Linked DNA regions of Zea mays: regions 2, 3 and 4 are each linked to region 1. The links are chromatin contacts, called in public Hi-C maps. All regions are on one chromosome and are shown on one strand. The core of a region is the stretch at or near the end of the contact, and the rest is flanking DNA. Distances in the headings are between cores, read along the strand shown.

Region 1 (3,362 bases), core at 523-3,022:
TTCAAAAAATCTCATTCATATCAATTAGGAAGATTGTAGAGAGTCTTTTGGAGTTGCTCTTAGCTCCGGATATACGATGAGATAGTCTGAGTCTCATGGCCTCTAAATTACATCCATAGGACGCTAGTTTGATGGTCTTTATATTAGTGTTCGGTTCCGGAGTATAGAGGTACGAAGTCGTTTTACCCTCAATTTGTTATTGTTTGGATTGGTTCTATGTAAATAGAGTGACTTAAAGAAAAAAAAATCATATTGAAATGCTAAACTATTCAGTTTTTCAAAATCTCGAACGGAGCTGCTCTATCCTAACTGGCTATAGAACCAAATACTACCTTAGTTTGACACGAGAGACAGATCAAAATTGAAATGGTATTCTCTTCTTGTATATATATAGCCAGCCAGCCAGGTGAGTAGGTGACGGCCGGATCAAGCGTGGGAGCGCTGAGATGAGGGAGTGTTGCGCATAAGACACGTGCTATCTTCACTAGATAAATCATAAATGTAGCAACTTGAAAACATGCGAGGTGGAGGGTTGCTTCTACTCAATATCAGAACAATTTGAAAGTAAGGATAATAAAGAAGTTCTGAAGCTTAGTGTTTATATCTTGTTTTAGTCGTTAAGCTCTCTTTTGTGGTTGTTTTTGCTCTTCTATTTGGAGGCTCTGAGTCTAAGAAGGCTCATGTAACTTTTGGTAGATACAGAGAATAGATTTCATACCATTTATCTACAATATATAAATATAAAAGTAAACATGTACGAAATTAAACATAACACATCTGGTGGATTCTAATATAATATTGTGAGATCATGGCTAATAACTCCTACATACGTATATTTGTAACCTAGCTATTAACTCCCACACACACAGTTGTTGGCTGGTATGACAACTTGACCATTATGACTTGTGCTTCAGTTGACTATAAACTTACAGATTACTCTCCATCCCTCCTCATTTCGACATAAAATCTATGCGCATTCTTTTACTATACTTTTGTTGTGCATTGGGGGCTTGGGCGCGACGACCAATTGACCACTGACTTTTCTCCGCGAGGGAGGCGTCAGGCTGGCGTGTACACTGTTCTTGCTCCGACGCCTCAATGTCAGCGAGCTGGTATGGACTCGCTCCATGAGGATCGCGCATGTGAGAACACGAACATAACATGGTCAAATAAGTCCTTTACAGATTACCGAACAGAGGGAGGCTCGTTAAACACAGGAGGATAGCTAAACCATGTGACTCGTTCGTCAGATTTGGCTGTGGTTAACAGGACATCTGACTGCCTCTGTCAAAGACAGGACAGGGCAGGGGCGTTAAGTCCGTAACGAAGTATCGAGGCAAATCAGGTTAGTCTGTTATGCGTCAGATAGTGGAGAGGAATGGAATACGCATCTGATACATTGTGCAGTTTCGCACAGGAGTTGTAGTTTTACACGACAAGAACTTTTTAGACCAGCCAGACTAGTTATAGGACCAAGCAAAGGCAAAAGGAGTCAACACGAATTAAAAAGCAGGCAGGGCCGCCGGCGTCGAAGCTCCGTCCAGACCCGCAACGATTCACACGTGCATCAGCTGCTCCTCCTCCTCGACTCGCGTCCGACCGATGGGACCCACCCACATTCCAGCATTCCACCACAGTGCTGGTCCAGGTCCGAGTCCACCGCACCGCGTCCCTCCCGGTCCCGCCCCCCATCGCCACTCCGGCTCGCGCGCCGCGGTATAAAATGTATATTCTTGGATTAGCCTGTCCTGGCAAGCCCGGCCACCACCGTACACCCAAACCCCATCCCATCCCCCCGAACGCAGAAGATCCCGTGCCAACCAACGGCGGCGGCGGCGACGGTGTGTGGACTCTAGACTAGGAGCCAATCCAGGGCCATCCACCCGTAGCCCCGCCCCGCCCCGCTGCCGGCAATGGCGCGGCTCGTGCTCTCCGAGTGCTGCGGCCTCGCGCCGCTGCGCCTGCGCGCCGGCCGGGGCGCCATTGCGGCGCCGTCGCCCCCCGCGCTCTCCGCAGCGGCGGCGCCGGGCCGCCCCGCGCCCGCGGCCATCCACCGCGACTGGGCGCTCCGCGTCTCCGCGGCCACCCGCCTCACCTCCGCCGTCGAGGAGGACAAGAGGAGCTCCCCCCTTGGGGAGGGCGACGAGCACGTGGCGGCCAGCGGCGCCGCGGGCGGGGAGTTCGACCCGGGGGCGCCGCCGCCGTTCGGGCTGGCGGAGATCCGCGCGGCCATCCCCAAGCACTGCTGGGTCAAGGACCCCTGGCGCTCCATGGCCTACGTGCTGCGCGACGTCGTCGTCGTCCTGGGGCTCGCCGCGGCCGCCGCGCGCCTCGACAGCTGGCTCGTCTGGCCGCTCTACTGGGCCGCGCAGGGCACCATGTTCTGGGCGCTCTTCGTCCTCGGCCACGACTGGTACGCACCAATGTTCTGGATTGCCCTGTTGTTGTTTTTCATGGAAGCTTTGGACTCTGGTCTTTGACTTGTGCCGCATGTCTGCTGTTTGCAGTGGACACGGGAGCTTCTCGAACAACCCCAAGCTGAACAGCGTGGTCGGCCACATACTCCATTCCTCCATTCTTGTCCCCTACCACGGATGGTAGGATTACCCCATGTTTCTCATGCTTGTTAGTTTCTGTCGAGGATTATCGTTGATGTCATGGAACCACCTGCCTTTGAATGCCATTTTCAGGAGGATTAGCCACAGGACGCACCATCAAAACCACGGCCACGTTGAGAAGGACGAGTCCTGGCACCCGGTTCGTTTCCTGTCGCTCTCTCCTTTGTTGGAGCTTCACAAGTTACGCTGATGGTGCATGTCCATGAATGGTGCTTGATGGTTTCTCGGATTGTGCAGCTACCAGAGAGGCTGTACAAAAGCCTGGACTTTATGACTAGGAAATTGCGGTTCACCATGCCGTTCCCCTTGCTCGCATTCCCGTTATACTTGGTGAGGCTAAGAACATGTCTATCGATGACGCCTGAATTAGGCGAACAGACGTTTTTGTTTCATAGTGTTGTGGTCGTGCTAAATTCCTGCTCTGCGGGTTCATGTGTGCTATGTAGTTCGCAAGGAGTCCAGGGAAGTCAGGATCACACTTCAACCCAAGCAGTGATTTGTTCCAACCTAATGAAAAGAAGGACATCATAACATCAACGGCATCCTGGCTGGCCATGGTTGGTGTTCTGGCTGGTCTCACCTTTCTGATGGGTCCTGTTACGATGCTAAAGCTCTACGGAGTCCCATACTTTGTAAGAGCCACATTCCTTCTCTTCAGTCCCAACTTCTGCAAAAAGATAATCTGAATGTGTGGTGTCTGTGGTGCTGGAAATTGATGTGGCTGCTGCTTGTGTGTGCAGGTAT
Region 2 (3,362 bases), core at 223-2,722, 240 kb before region 1:
GGGTATAGGTTAGTCCACTAGTTGTCTCAATTATAAAACCGCACGAAAACGATAGGAATATCATTGTTTCATGTAAGTCTAAGGGCATGTACAACTCTATTTAATATCTTGTCTCTTAAGAGGTCTCTAGGGATATGTTTGGTTGCCTGGCCCAGCGCACGGCCAGGTCCATTTGAAACAAGCACACCATGTTTGGTATCCTGGCCCAGCTTGGGGGCCTGGCTGAGGCGAGCCACATCTGACTTCGTGGCTAGGCCCAATTGAAACACAGGTAACTTCCTTCGCGCATCAACTTGACCCGTGCTCGCCCACTGCGCTAGGGTTCACTCGCCTTTCGAGTTCACTCGCAGCTGCCGCGGCGGCTCTCGCCTCTCTCTAGGGTTCACTCGCCTCTCTCGCCTCTCCGGTCGGGCTGCGCGATGCAGGCCGGGTGGGCGCGGAGCCCCAGCAGCGCGTCGGCGTCGGCCAGCGCCGTGTCGTAGGCCACGTGGTGGGACTCCAGCGCCGGGTGCCTGCCCCGCAAGCTGCCGATCCACGCCGCGTCCTCCTCCAGGAACACGGTCCGCCCCCCGTGGTTCAGCGCCGCCCACATGGGGCTGTCGAGGCCCAGCCCGAACACCATGAAGTTGCAGGGCGCGTGACGCTGTAGCACGCGCAGCGCCACCCCGATCTCCTCAGACGTCTGCTGCGGTGTCGTGTTGGACGTGGCGTAGTGCACCAGCGCCTCCGCCACGGGCCGCGGCAGCGGCTCCGACGAGCACGAGGGCGATGCCGAGACAGGCGACGTGACCAGGGTGCGCGTGGCGAAGACGAGGAGGAAGCCGGCGAGCGCGGCGGCGAGGAGCAGGCGCAGCGCCACGCCAGCCTTGCCCTGCTGGAGGAGGGACGACATGGTGTCCCAAGCGTCAATGGCGAGCATTCTTTCGGGCCCCAGCGTCGACATCCCCACCGCTATCGACCTATTCGCACGGAAGGGCCTCAACAACTTCGAAATGGTCAGCCTCATGGGTACGTCGCCGCCGCCTATGCTACGTATTACGTTGCAATTAATCTTTACTAATTAATTCTTACAACTGATGCTGAAAGTTTTACCATGCATGACCCAAGTGCATGCCCTCTCCTCGGACTGGTCTTTTGACCTAGCTAGAACACAACTACTGTAATCCATCAGAAGGATCTGTTTCAAAATCATATTTTTAGTTCAAATCTGTTGTAATTCATCAGAAGGATCTGCTTACAATGTTCATGGTCATTTTTCTGTACTGGTAAGTTGCTCCTACTGTATCTGTATCTGACGGGGTATTACAAAGGATTACAAAGGATCTATTGTAATTTTTCTGTACTGGTAAGTTGCTCCTACTGTATCTGTATCTGTAAGTTGCTCCTACTGTACAGAGACCTGACGGGGTATTTTTCAAAATCTATTGTAATCTATGGGTGTAAATCATATTTAGATGATTGTAATTAGTTCAATTTATGGGTCAAAATCATATTTTTAGTTCAAACCTGTTGTAATTTGTTTAATAACGCTTAAAATTTTGAAATTTGGCGGGAACTGCATCCAACACATCAAAATTGGCGGTAACCCAATTGGGCCAAGCTGAAAAAATGAGAACCAAACAATGTGTCATATGGGCCAGATTTATTTTGACCAGGCAACCAAACATTTTAGGTTAGCTCATTACATGCGGCTCCCTTGAGTCTGGTCCTCTCACTGAGCCAGGCTTAGGCTGGACTAGGCAACCAAACATATCCTAGGTGGTTAAATGTAAAAAATACAAGAGATGGGCTCTTCGCGAATAGTCTGTCTCTACACGACTATCCATTTATAATGTTTCTTGTCAGTATTTATGATGTGATCATTTTAAAGACATCCCATTGTATGATGCAATTTATTAGGTGTCTCTTGTGCATAGAAAAACGATCAGGAGTCTCTAGGTGTACATGCCTTGGGTTACTAACTTGGTTTGGATTTGAGTAGCTTGTCTAAACATTTATCACCACTCATTAATATATACAATTTTGGTAGTATTAGCTATGTGTTTAGCATTTTAAGTTTTAATCAGCCATATTTTAGATTAAAATTTGTGGAAGAAAGAAGACTACCAATTGATCTAAGGTGTATTGAGTAAACTTTTGAAGCATGTATACCACTTGAAGTACCACTTAAACCACATTTATCCTCAGCATCAAGTATAGGTAGTCATACTTTTGTGAGATCACAATTTGGAGAGAGGTTTCTAGATACCTATTGAAAAATAAGCAATCTTAATTCTAGCTATTGCTTTGCTTATACATTCTAGCTTATAAAATAATTAATCAAACATTCATCACATAGGCAAGAAATATAGCACGTATTAACATACATACCAATTAACAACAAGTAAGATGCTAATTGATAAAATCACTGCAAATATAAGCAATCATATGGAAATACATATTTCTAATGCAACAAACAAGTTCATGAGTTTGCTGCCTCTATTTGTGTGTTTTCCCTTTGTAATTGACTATCCCTCCCTTTGTATAACATTGCCTTCGCTTTTATAAGCTTTTGTATAATCTATCATTCATTGTATATCAATTTTCTTCCCATTTTATCCCCTTTATAATTTTATCTCATGCTAAAAACTTCTCCCCATTATACTAGCTATGTATATAAACTTCTTTCCCCTTGTCATTAATTACTAAAGGATGGCAAGATGGACCATATAAAAACATGAGAGGTCCCATAGTGGCAGAGATGAGTTTTGAAAACTTCCTTCAAGGCAACAATTACTGCCACGATCATCTCGATGTAGGGTGAACTTATCATATACTTTTTCATAGTGGCTTGAATTAAACTATGTCCTTGAAACTTCACTCATTTTGCAATGGGTATCTTGTCAAAGTTGGGTTATACACTTAATATATCATATTTTAGTTCAAATGCTAGGTTTGCTTACTCATGAACAAGTTATATGCTATCACTATAAACATTCAATCATCAAAACAGTAGTGATAGAATATAACAAAATACTCATTTTATGCAATACATAACTCCTTAATGACTATATGTACTAATGAAATGCTCAGGTGTGTATGAATATGAACAATCAATTTTACCTTGATTGGTTGAAGAAGAGGTATGTCATTTATATGATGTGCATTCAGCTCATGTTAAGTAAGTCAAGAACGTTCAATTTATTCTTAAGCTTGCAAAACCTTGTTTCATCAAGTGGCTTAGTGAACGTATTGGCAAGTTGAGCTTTGGTACCCACACTTTCAATGTTGATATCCCCTTTGGCATTGTTGGATTGCAAATATAACGAGACACAGAGTGGTCATGAGTAAATCAATCCATCGTTCTTTATTGATAGAATGGT
Region 3 (3,362 bases), core at 611-3,110, 200 kb after region 1:
GTTCCAGAGTAGATGAGAAGGGGCGTAGGAGAGACTTGGGTGTCGTTTGGTTCACATATTTGTAACGTAATGGGTAACTGAAAACGTTAAATCATGTTTGTTTTAGTCCAACTGTAATAAGATACCACACTAAAAATTGATACCAGCCTATTCAAATTTGTTACCGCCAGTAATCGAGCGTAAACCATTACCATTACCATTTGCTTTACATTTCTTGAACCAAACAGCACCTTGGAGAAGTAGGAGAATAATATTTGATACATGCATAACCCTCTCTCTCGTTTCTACCGGCATATATGCTTCCTCTACTCTATTGTGTTCACCCAATCTGGCCCAACCACCTTGGCATTTTCCTTCCTGTGCATGTTGCTTCGTCGAGGCCCGCTTGGACCTATTTCTTGTCCGGCACATGCTTTCCTTGGTACAGACTTGCTCCCAGCTTGCCTTGGTGACGATTCGCTCACACCACGTTGTTCATTGTTTGGTTGAAGTGTCATATGAGTGTGGATGGAGAAGAGGGAGGAGCGTGTTCGCGTCTGATCATTTTGGTGGAGTGGGAGCATCCTAAATATCCTGTTCCGTTAGAAATCAACCATACACATCCTAAATCCCCTCAGGAATTCGAGGAATTCGGATCCAATCTAGGTAGTTTCAATAAAAATATATATAAAGGTTCAACCTCTGTAACCTGCAGTGCCTTTCCATGGTATAAAAACACAACTTGCAATGCTCATTTCTTTTTGTTTCTCACTTCTCAGCCGTGCATGCACGTTAGGGGCCTACGACCGGTCCTGAACATGTACATTAGGGGCCGCAAATCAAATTAAGAGCCGATTGCCTTAAGGGTCCTGAACATGTACATTAAGGGTCCTGAACACGAGAGGGACGAGATAGGAATGTCAAATGTGTGCGCGCCTAGCTCAGTAGCTCTACCACTGCCACCGACATGCTGTTCGCATATGCAATGCAGTACAACATCTGACAACGGTAGTACTAGCAAAAAGCAAAACAGACCAGATCGAACGGCCGAGGAAGTCATAACAACATCGATCGAACGGATCATTTCACCACTCCCAGAAACAGCAGGATCTGGAGGAAGATGTAGGACGCGCCCCCGATGGTGGCGTACTGCAGCTTGCTCTCCCCCTCCACATCTGCGAAATCGCCGTCCGCGCACTTGCTGAACCCGCCGGCGAGCCACGCCAGGTTCCTGTACCCGTCGTCGTGCAGCATCCTCACCGCGATCAACGACCTTGTGAGTTGAAATTTGAACACCACGAACGAAATGAGTAGTAACTTGTAACTTGTTGCACGCACGACCTAGCTTGTGAAGAATTAATGCGTAGTCTTGTCATTTTACCTGAGGCCTTCGCCACAAGCGACGAGAAGCTTGGCGTCCTTGCTGCCGTCGACGGCGGCGGCGACGTCGTCGACGAAGCGCTCGTTCATCTTGGTGAAGGCCTGGCCGGTCCAGAGCCCGATGTAGCCCAAGTGGACCCACTTCTTCAGCAGCGTCACGGGGCCCATGTCGTCGTCCCCCACGAACAGCGGCACGTGCACCGAGCCCCGCACGCTGGCGCGGGCGCGCTCCCACTCCGGCCGGACGTCCAGCAGGCGGAACCCCTCGCCGCCCAGCGCCTCCGCAGCGTCCCTCGGCCGCACGGCCCTCACCGCGCCCGACCGCACCAGCGCCTCGGCGCCTCCGGCCCACGACGACGTCGCCTGCGCCCTGACGCGACGTCGGGCCAGGCCAGGGGACGCGGGCCTGGTGCAGGTGGATGCGGCCGCCGCAGCACCCATAGCCATGCCCACTTCCACTTGCTGCTTGTCAATTGAGGCCTCGCTCAGTCGCGTTCGTTTCCATGTCACTCTTATCTGGATGATATTTCAGGTCCAATCCGCACCGTCGGTACACTGCACACTGCATCTAGGGCTGACAATGGGCTATACTTTTTGCACTATAAGATTTAAGGATCGAAGCGGGTTAGGATCGGGCTTTATTTCTAGTCATTTTTGAACTATAATTTATTTAGGGCCTTGACATTTTGTGAAGAACTATTTGGATCACGATCCATTACCACCCCTATCTGCATCTCATGGCCGTACGATCCGTCTTAATAGATGAGGCGGGGCTCGACGAGATCTCCGCTCGTTGATTTGCGTCCTAGCTAGTGGGGGCCACAGCCGAGAGGACGCTGGTATCGCTAGAACTCCTCTGCACGGCCTCCGACACCGACAGCTCCGCAGCCCCGTGCTCGACCCCTAAGCTCCATCACGGGCCATCTCTCGTTCTTCGTGGGCTTTGAATCGGTCCGGCCCGCCAAAAAGCCCATGCTCATTAGGCTAAATCGCCACGGAAAACGACCCAGCAAGCCATGTCTGGACCGTTAGACAGGTACGGAACCCAGCTCCGCACGGTCTAGTGGCACGTCGTGTCGTGGCTGCCCTGATGCAAATGGACCGTGCTTTGGCTGGGTTCGTGTCAGGTGACCCGTTTGTACATAGTTAGCGGAAATGCATCTGTACAAAAAAAACCCGGCATGGGACTCCTAATAACAGAGGAAAAAAAGTCGATTCTTATTGCAAACAAACATCGATCGACGCACATGACAGCATAATCGCTTTACGCTGCGGGACGCTACGCGAACTCGAAGCTCATGAGGACCTTGACGCTCTTGAACTTGAGCCCCTTGTGGTCGAACAGCGGCACGGCGCGGATCCCTGGCCGCAGCTCCGCCACAGGCAGCGCCGTCTGCCCGCCGAAGTCGTCTTCGTTCACGTCCTGCTCGTGCACCTCCACGCGGAGTACCGCGATCTCAGGTACGGTCAGCGGGAAGGCGAACTCTTCCTCCCACACCGGCACCCAGCTGTCCTCCACGGCTTTCGTCTTTCTCATCACCGAGTCTAATGGAACTCCGGCGATGCCAACCTGTTGGCGAACCGAACCAAATTAGCGATGCGCCCTCATGTTCCAGTCCTGGCGTGACTGCTTCGGACGATCTATAGGCATCGCTGACTTCTAAACGTTGGCACGGGCTCAACGAGTGAACAGACCTTTACATAAAAATCTGGAGGTGAGTATGAGTCGAAATGTGTCTGCTTGAAGTCCTTTTGCCAACCTTCCCCCATGTACACCTTGACCTGCAAACCGCTACCGAATCAACCCATTTCTGAAACCCAAAGAAATTTTTTTTAAAAAAAAAGAGAGAGAGAGAGAGGAAGAAACACACCATCTACCTTCAATGTTGCCTTCACCGGCAAATCTGCCTTCGAATCAAACACCTTTCCATCTGGACAAGTTTGCATCAAGAAATCTGGTTTTTTCACGTAACCGCAACCGCCATTGGCTTTATAAAAACCAT
Region 4 (3,362 bases), core at 410-2,909, 130 kb after region 1:
TTCACCTTACTCTTGTTGAATAATTAGACAAATTCCGGATTAAATTCTGAATATAAATCATGACCAAATCAGAAGAACTGAAGTAAAAAGTCAAATCAGATGATGCGTACTAATTAGACATACTGATAGATGGCGCGCGCCGGAATCAGCAGGGTCGACGACGTCAGAAGATCACGAGCAGTCGCATGAAGACGCTTCCCAAAAACCTTATTCGCCCTCTCCCGGTGCAGGATCTAGAAGACGAAGGGTTCCGGAGACCTGCTCTCCTGATCGCAGATGCACGTCTGCGGTCGGGATGAAGGGAACTGGAAGGCGGCTCAGATATGAAGAGAGACGAAAGCGAAACTGGGATGAATTGGATGCTGGCTGTCAGGCGCTATTTATAGTGCCGAATCCGCAACCAGATAGCTACCTTTGATCTTATCCGCCCGCGAAAATCTCGCGTTCAGTTTAGATTTTATAGCGATCGGTTAGGATTCTAAACTTAACAGCCAAGTAACCAAAAATTCAAACGGCAAAAGGAAACTGCGCCCCCGCAAGGCGAGGGGCCGGATTTCAGCGGACCATGATTTCGGCGGACCATTCACGCGCATGTCGTGCGCCCTTTGCCCCCGCCCTGGGCCGGCCAGGCGAGCGAGCGCGCACACGTGTGTGGCTCTCCACACTCTCTCCTCTCATCCATGACTTGGTGAGTGAGTGTGGCTTCCATATTTAAGCTAGCTCTACTCTACTAGAACTAGCAATATGGTGCTATTAGTTCCATCTATTCCCTAGCCATACTTATATGGGCTTTTGAGATTTTCCTGTGATTTATTTGATTTTCTCAAGTTGGGCCTAACCCATAAATCTTAACAACTCTGCATACAAGGCTCGCGAATTTAGATTCTCGTGACACCTAGATTATTCAGAAATTCAGATTCTCAAAAAAAAAGTTGTTTAGAAAAAATATACCAAACAGGCGCATAGATATGTAGCTCAAGCTTAGGAATGAAAAGAAGCTAGGTTACCTGTCCATGTGAAATTTGAAAAACCGATTGCCAAACAAAACATATTTGACTAACAAAAAATCCTACTGTGGCCGCAATTGGTGATGATCAGATGAAGTGCACAAATTGCAACAGGAGTGCTGTGTGTGGTGGTATACCTCCGTGACCACAAAATCCAAGAATGATTACATTACACAGACAGAGCTAACCTTTTTATATATATTGTACTACTATTTATTCTTTGAGCACGTGCTTTATTTTCCCTAGCCATGCATGTTGCTTTCAAGGCCACTAGCTAGCTAGTTGAAGTTTTATATTCAACACTCCAATGATGATCGCAAAGCCACAATGTCTCTCCCTTATCCTTTGATTTATAAAAGGGGGTAAAATACGGTATTATTATTACTAGACATCTCAGCTCTCTGGACCATCACGTGTACAATTGCGACCGCTATATATCAACAAATATATGCCATGAGTGTGCAAGTGTAAGTTGTGCACACAATATACAGGGCGGTTTTGTCTTAAGCCAGCAGCTCCCCGGCCGATGGCAATAAGCTGCTTCAACGGCGGCGCCGGCTGGCCGGAGCCCGTGGTGCGCGTCCAGGCTGTGTCTGACACGTGCGGCGACACGATCCCCGAGCGGTATGTGAAGCCCCTGTCGGAGCGGCCCCGGCTCTCACCGGCCTCCGATGGCAGCGGCCCGAATATCCCAGTCGTAGACCTGTCAATGCTAGACGTGGACGCGACATCCAGCGCCGTGGCGGCGGCGTGCCGGGAGTGGGGCTTTTTCCAGGCAGTGAACCACGGCGTCCGCCCGGAGCTGCTGCGCGGCGCGCGCGCGGCGTGGCGTGGCTTCTTCCGGCAGCCCGCGGAGGTGCGCGAGCGTTACGCGAACTCGCCGGCGACGTACGAGGGCTACGGCAGCCGCCTCGGCACCGCCAAGGGCGGCCCGCTGGACTGGGGCGACTACTACTTCCTCCATCTGCTGCCGGCTTCCCTCAAGAGCCACGAGAAGTGGCCTTCCCTGCCTTCCTCCCTACGGTAAAAAAAAAAAAACAGACACTGCACTGCATGCTTGCGCTCTATACTTGTATCGTCGACCAAGCTAGCACCGTTCCGTTCGGGCCCTAGTTCGTTGATCTCATTATGCATGCATGCTTGCACGGGACGTGCATGGTCGTCGTTGCAGGGGGGCAACGGAGGAGTACGGCGAGGAAGTGTTGCAGCTGTGCCGGAGGGTGATGCGGCTGCTCTCCAGCGGGCTGGGGCTGGAAGCCGGGAGACTGCAGGCGGCGTTCGGCGGAGAGGGCGGCGAAGGGGCGTGCTTGCGGGTCAACTTCTACCCGCAGTGCCCGCAGCCAGAGCTGACGCTGGGCGTAGCGGGGCACTCCGACCCCGGCGGCATGACCATGCTGCTGGTGGACGACCACGTCAAGGGCCTGCAGGTAAGGAGCCCCGACGGCCAGTGGATCGTCGTCGAACCCGTCCCCGACGCCTTCATCGTCAACGTCGGCGACCAGATCCAGGTACGCAATAATCATAATGGTCGGTCTTACATATGTGCACGTGGTATATACGTAAAAGAAAAAATCATGTCTCTTGGGGCAAAAAGAAAATAATAGACTGAATAGCGGTTATTATATTTCATAATAGAGAGAGACGATTGGCTAGTGTAATAACGACGTCGCATCGCATGTGCACCAATCTTATTAAGCCGCAAAGATATCCAGAAATTAAAAAAAACTAAACAACCAAAAGAAACACACTATATGACGAACGTAAAGACGGCGACACGTGTTCCCAGGACCAGCACGGCGGCATCAAGAAAAGAAGCGCTTCAAAACTGAGGCAGAGCGTCCCCGGATCTGATTGATCATATGTCAGGACTCAAGATTTGCGACAAAAGCATGGACCGATATGTACATATGTTGGACCATTTTTGTTTGGACATAAGCCATCCAACACATGTCCTTACCCACCAGGTACTAGTAGAATTTTCTTATGCCTTGTATCAAACTTCTAAAAATAATAGTTAGCAGTTAAAATTGGCTGAGAGATTTAGAATGAGTCAGCTAATTAATTGTTAGCTATACCTCTCAAATAGTTATTAGTTCTTAGCTATTTCAACCTACCTATATAATAACTTATTAACTAACTAGCAATTAGCTTTAGAGATTTAGAACAGAGCCTTAACATGCCAAAAATATTGCCCATACACAAAAAAAGAGGGATCTTGTGTCTGTTACGTGTGTCACAGATATAATGGCCAAGGGGAAATCAGCAGGTTATACTCCTAGTTAATGGATTTTATGTATGTTATGTGCACAGTTATAAAGATTGATTTATAGGGTGTTTGGTTTCACCCAACTAAGA

The links. Hi-C and Micro-C count contacts between places; a contact is called where the count stands out from the background.
Region 2: a Hi-C map of leaf shows a contact between it and region 1, with 5 times the contacts expected there. The contact joins the promoter of LOC103644591 here to the promoter of LOC103644592 in region 1. A contact is called at or near these places in 5 of 25 Hi-C or Micro-C datasets (ear, leaf and tassel).
Region 3: a Hi-C map of tassel shows a contact between it and region 1, with 6 times the contacts expected there. The contact joins the promoter of LOC100283609 here to the promoter of LOC103644592 in region 1. A contact is called at or near these places in 4 of 25 Hi-C or Micro-C datasets (bundle sheath, ear, leaf and 1 more).
Region 4: a contact with region 1 is called in a Hi-C map of bundle sheath, with 2.8 times the contacts expected there. The contact joins the promoter of LOC100273620 here to the promoter of LOC103644592 in region 1. A contact is called at or near these places in 3 of 25 Hi-C or Micro-C datasets (bundle sheath, endosperm and leaf).

The regions. Positions count from the first base shown.
Region 1 is chr1:44,595,825-44,599,186 of Zm-B73-REFERENCE-NAM-5.0, forward strand. It overlaps LOC103644592 (omega-3 fatty acid desaturase, chloroplastic), which reads left to right and starts at 1,773. Exons shown (of 8, transcript NM_001428412.1): 1 at 1,773-2,413; 2 at 2,508-2,597; 3 at 2,691-2,757; 4 at 2,856-2,948; 5 at 3,065-3,250; 6 at 3,359-3,362. The coding sequence starts at 1,914.
Region 2 is chr1:44,356,613-44,359,974 of Zm-B73-REFERENCE-NAM-5.0, forward strand. LOC103644591 (glucuronoxylan 4-O-methyltransferase 1) reads right to left here and starts at 1,473. Exons shown (of 1, transcript XM_008667775.4): 1 at 1-1,473. The coding sequence starts at 1,006. The coding sequence ends at 383.
Region 3 is chr1:44,791,861-44,795,222 of Zm-B73-REFERENCE-NAM-5.0, forward strand. LOC100283609 (rhodanese-like family protein) reads right to left here and starts at 1,861. Exons shown (of 2, transcript NM_001156510.2): 1 at 1,361-1,861; 2 at 714-1,252. The coding sequence starts at 1,806. The coding sequence ends at 1,060. LOC100191466 reads right to left here. Exons shown (of 8, transcript NM_001136899.1): 7 at 3,238-3,362; 8 at 2,559-3,141. The coding sequence ends at 3,001.
Region 4 is chr1:44,728,227-44,731,588 of Zm-B73-REFERENCE-NAM-5.0, forward strand. LOC100273620 (jasmonate-regulated gene 21) reads left to right here and starts at 1,660. Exons shown (of 3, transcript NM_001148036.1): 1 at 1,660-2,030; 2 at 2,179-2,515. The coding sequence starts at 1,717.